2 separate regions of the Zea mays genome follow, and region 1 is linked to region 2. A link is a contact called in public Hi-C data. All regions are on one chromosome and are shown on one strand. Each heading gives the region's core, a stretch centred on a gene start, on an enhancer-like site or on the middle of the called end of the contact. The rest is flanking DNA. Distances are from core to core; before and after follow the strand shown.

Region 1 (2,700 bases), core at 47-2,546, 440 kb before region 2:
TAAGAATCATCATAAAGATTTATAACACGGAATAGATGTAGTATGAAAATATATTTAATGGTGAATCTAATGGTATACATTTGATATCGTAAATGTTATTACTTTATTGTATAAATTTGGTCAAACTTGAACACTTTGACTCTCAAAAAATCTTGGAATGACTTATATGTTGTGATGGAGCAAATATATTTTAGAAACTAAAATACATTATTAGGAAGAAAAATGTTTGAGAAAAGAATAGAGCACTAATCTAGGGTGTAGTATATTTGGGTCTATGGTGTACTATATATTTTTTATAAAAAATTGTAAAATAAGATACTGTTAGAATTGTTTTTTATAAGTTTAACCTTATATTTTAAAATAGAATATTGATTTAAGACACTGTTAAAGATGCTCTTATAAACTAATTAGATAGATAAAGACTAAATGACGATACAAATTTTTTAAGATTAAGAGATTGTTTGGTTTTTATGGACTAATTTTTAGTAATTCTATTTTATTAGTTTTCGTATTTGTTAATTTAGAGACTAAAAATAGAACAAAATAGAAGGACTAAAATTAGTCTCTAAAAATAAAACACCATTAACTAATATGTGATCAGCAATGTTTAGTGTAGCATCACATAAGTGAATCATGAATTAATTAGGTTTAATAGATTCGTCTTGTTTAGTCCTAATCTATATAATAAGTTTTTAAATAAAATATATAGAATGATTGAAGAAGAATAGGATACGTGAGAGAGAATCTTTTAGAGAAGTAGGATATAAAAAACCACACTCAACAGGTGAGACAAGATACGGATGAGCGAAAACGAAGACCCCACTGCACCGCCTCTCCCACGCTTCCGCCGACGTGAAGCGGATTGGAAAACCGGACTAGCCGCAGCGAAAGCAACAAACGCGTCAAAATTCTCGGAAACGGGCCCCGAAAACCCTACCGCGAAAAAAAAACATTCTTCACACCACAAACAACACACGGCCAAAATGCAAACGCACGCACCCACTGCACGAACGCGCACCTAACTAAGTGAGCCGCCGGATGCGACGAAACAGAGGCAGGGACGATCGGCGTTCCTCCAGCGGCGTGATCAAGCCGCCGGCGGCGGCGCGCCTCCTGCACGAGACGCCAGAAACGGACGACGTCCGGCGGCACGCGATCGCCGCCACCTGGCTAGGATCTGGAGGCCAAACGATTCCGGAGAGAGAGAGTTTTTTTCCAGGATGCGAGGGGTTTCGGCACGAGGTGTATCTGGGAGAGCAGGCTGCCCTCCGCCGAACACAAACAGGGGAGAAGAATAAATGGAGGGGTTGCTTGGTACTGTTAAGTAACTCTAGTTAGGGTTACGTGGACAAATACCGACTTTACCCTAAATACTGACTTTGCTCTGAATGGTCTCACATCTCTATATAACGAACATATACACCTCATCATAATACATAGATGAGAAAGAGGTTGAAAGAAAAATGTGTCATTGGGCCATTTTTATAATGTTTTGGTAATTAAGTGTCCAACACATAGTGAGTGAGATATTATGTGTCAAACAAGCAAAAGGTGCAAATCATGTAACAAGGTACGTTTCTAAACTTAGTACATTGTTTTGAGTACTAACATATTTTGTCTAAGTGCTAGAAACAGAGAAAAGAAAGGTAGAAAAGGATTGCAAGTGACTTGGCTGTGTACAGCCGAAGTCCAGCTCGGCTTTGCACACCGGACTGTCCGGTGGTGCACCGGACAGTGTCCGGTGCGCCAGGCCAGCCTCCGGTGAACAGGCCACTCTCGGGAAAAATCGGCGGCGTACGGCTATAATTCACCGGAATGTCCGGTGGTGCACCGGACTGTCCGGTGAGCCAACGGTCGACCGCGTAATCTACAGGCGACGCGTGGCCCGCGCCAACGGTCGGCAGGGGCACCAGACTGTCCGGTGTGCACCGGACATTGTCCGGTGCGCCAACTCGCTCGGCGCTGCAACAGTCATCTGCGCCAGAAAAGGAAACAGATCCGCACCGGAACGTCTACAGTGATTGTCCGGTGCGCCACCCGACAGAAGGCAAGGATTTCCTTCCTTGCTGGCCTCCAACGGCTCCTAGCTGCCTTGGGGCTATAAAAGGGACCCCTAGATGTATGGAGGAGCTACCCAAGCATTCACTAAGCATTCTAAGTCTCCCACACTCCGTCTCCGCGCACTTGATCAATTGTGTTAGTGATTTGAGCTTCGTTCTAGTTGTGAACTCTTTGTGCTTCATTTTGAGCCCAAGTCTTGGCCTATGTGCGTGTGTGTGCTGCGAATTTGTGTGTGTTGCTTCCCAACCTTACTCTTATGCTTTCATTGTGATCTTTGTTGTAAGGGCGAGAGACTCCAACTTGTGGAGATTCCTCGCAAACGGGAAAAAGAGATAAAGAAGAAAAGTCGTGGTATTCAAGTTGATCATTGGATCACTTGAAAGGGGTTGAGTGCAAGCCTCGTCCATTGGGACGCCACAACGTGGAAGTAGGCAAGTATTACTTGGCCGAACCACGGGATAAAAATCGCGTGTCTCTTGTGTGCTTTACCTTTGATTATTTGTGTTCAAAAGAACTCGTCTCAAGCTACTTAGTCATTCTAACTTACATAATAAAGTTTTGTGGCTATTAGTGTTGAATTTTACAGGATCACCTATTCACCCCCCCTCTAGGTGCTCTCAATTGGTATCGGAGCCGTTC
Region 2 (2,700 bases), core at 157-2,656:
TGGGAACAATAGCGACGGCCTACGGAGATGGACAAGCACGAGGCAAAGCTAAGCACTTGCTAAATCAGAAACACGTAGCAATTTGAAATGCAATTTTAAAACGAAAGAATTTAATATAAAGGATTTTGCCAAAAACTGAAGGAAGACAGATGCAACAGGGATGCTCCTACTACAATATCTGATGCAAAGAACTACAGCTTGTGACGACGGTTTCCACCATGGGTTGGTGTTAATGTTGATGAACCATGTGATATTCGGTATCCATATGCATATGTACGTACGGAAATATAATGGAATTCTCTGATACTAATTAAAAAAGAGGCCAGCAATTTAGCATCGTTGAGAACTACAAGGAAGAGCAGAAGCAGAAAACAACGAACTGAAGCACATCACATGTAGCTACTAAACAGCATACATACGGACATACGGTTACTGAGTTAAACAAATTGTTCGACACGACGACATTAATATAGTACCAATACTTCATAAGTCATCATGCATGAACCCAAAATAACATGGAAACTGAAAACTAGGCAACGGAACATTATCTAACAACAACTAGGTACTAGTGTGTGAGTACGTCTGCACTGCAGTACTAGCTGCGCACATAAAAGCAAAGTAGCAAACCAATCAGTGGAGCATCAAGCCCATACCAACAAGCGTAGCCATGGCGACGCCGGCGGCGGCAGCGATCGCTGCGTCAACAGCGGAGGAGGAGGCGCCGTCGGAGCACCCGGACGGCATCCCGGGGCGCGTCATCGTCGGAACTCCAGGGCCAGGCGCGGGCGCCGCGGCCAGGGCCGCCGGGTGCACCATGACGCGCACGATGAGCCTCTGGCCTTCCTCGCAGTGCCCTGGCTCGCCGCTGATGAAGCAGAAGAATCCCGGGCGGTGGAGGCGGAACTCGGTGGCGCCGCCGGCGAACGCGGCGAGCGGCGCGCTGGCGTTGCAGGCGTCGAAGGCCAGGCGGTTCACCACCAGCACCGAGTCGTCGTTCGCGTACTTGAAATCTGCGAGAGGAACGGAGGATGTCGAAATGGATCCGTGCGCGTCATGGTCGGATTGTTGTCGAAATGTGGGAGTTAGGCTACTGGTGCTCACAGAGGCGGTCGCCGACGTGGAAGCGGTTGTTCATGGCCCACCATCCGTAGCTGGTGTTGGCGTCCGGGACGCGCCACCCGCGCGGCCCGCCCACGCGGAACTCCAGCCCCGGCGGCGCGGCTGCCGCCTCCGCGGCGACGACGCCAGGGTCAGCGACGAGGAGGAAGGAAACGACGCCGGCGAGGGCCAGCGCGGAGAGAAGGCGGGAGCTTCCTGCCGCCGCTGCCGCCATGGATCTAGCGGTGCACTGCACTCACGGTGGGAGCTAGCTTCCTTCGCGCGTGGTGCGTTGCGTGGGGTGGAATGGGATGCAGGAAGCGGTGCGGCCACGTTTTAGAGGGGCTTGACGGGCTCGTACGGTGGTATGACCATGCAGGCCTGCTGCGTCGCATCGCCGGTTGTAGTTTGACTGCGCGAGCGCTGTGTGTACTGGTGCCCTGGTGGGATGTGGGAACGTCCGAACGTCAGAACGTGCGTGTGTGGCGAGGACGTGGGCAACGACAACAAGGCAGGGGCGCGCGGCGCCGCGGCGGCAGTTCACGTCTGCATGGCACCATTGCATGGCGCCGCGGCGGCAGTTCACGAAATCGAAATACCACTGCAACTTCGTTCGGAACGTTATTTGTTGTCGTAAATATTCTATAATTCATTTTATGTCGCGTTCACGAACTTTTTTACCCATCCATGCATGCTATCGTCAGCCGCGCGTATGTGGCATAAAAGTTTAATAAGAAACATACATGTAATAATTTATTCCATGCACGGGCCGATCTCTGACATAGGCTGTCTGTAGCCCAGGTCGCGGCCCAGTAAAGTGAAGAGGCCGAATGCGTACGCGACCGCTCAGGCGCCTAGCTCCAGCCAGTCCCGTGAACATTCTCCCTCTAGCTAGTCCTCTACGGCTCTACCCTTAGCTACAGCCAGCAGCCCGCACCCTGCAGGCCACAGCGCCGCTCGCCCGGAGCTCCACCGCTGCCGCAGCCGCCCACCCGGACCCCCCCACACCTCGCAGCACCGCTCACCCGGAGGCCGCACCGTCGGAGCACCGCGCGAGCCCGCGACCACGTCGTTGTCCAGCCACCGCTCCGCCTTTTGTGAAGCAGACAAGCTGTGATTTGTGACCGTGCGAAACCCTAGTTGTGATTTGTGAAGCAGACAAGCAGTGAAGGTGAAACATGTGCTATTGTTTTCTTTGAGTTTGATTTAAAGTTTTGATTTGATTATTTATTTGATAGTAATCCCGTATTTATAGGATATGTTTGTAGATATTTAAGATGAAAAGATTTTGAAACATTTTCAAGGCTTAAGAACTCGGAAGATAAATTTAACTCGCAACATCAACTCATGGTATGTGCAAGATTATTGTATTTCTAGAATTCGTATCGACTTATTTTTGGACTATATATTTCTTGAATGTTTAAATTATATCTTAGTTCTTGTGTCATATTAAACATCAATTATATTTTTTGTTTGGTTTAAAAAATTTTACATCCTTAGCTTAGTAGCCCCCCTCTTGGATTAATCCTGGATCCGCCACTGATTTCATGCCCTGGCGATGACATAAAATAGTAAAAAGTTATATTCAAGTGGCATTGAAAC

The links. Hi-C and Micro-C count contacts between places; a contact is called where the count stands out from the background.
Region 1: a Hi-C map of leaf shows a contact between it and region 2, with 6 times the contacts expected there. The contact joins the promoter of LOC103653787 here to the promoter of LOC100284010 in region 2. A contact is called at or near these places in 2 of 25 Hi-C or Micro-C datasets (ear and leaf).

Annotation. Positions count from the first base shown.
Region 1 is chr4:146,641,958-146,644,657 of Zm-B73-REFERENCE-NAM-5.0, reverse strand. It overlaps LOC103653787 (histone-lysine N-methyltransferase SUVR4), which reads right to left and starts at 1,296. Exons shown (of 9, transcript XM_008680593.4): 1 at 1,019-1,296.
Region 2 is chr4:146,201,848-146,204,547 of Zm-B73-REFERENCE-NAM-5.0, reverse strand. It overlaps LOC100284010 (early nodulin-like protein 1), which reads right to left and starts at 1,406. Exons shown (of 2, transcript NM_001156908.2): 1 at 1,102-1,406; 2 at 437-1,010. The coding sequence starts at 1,333. The coding sequence ends at 631.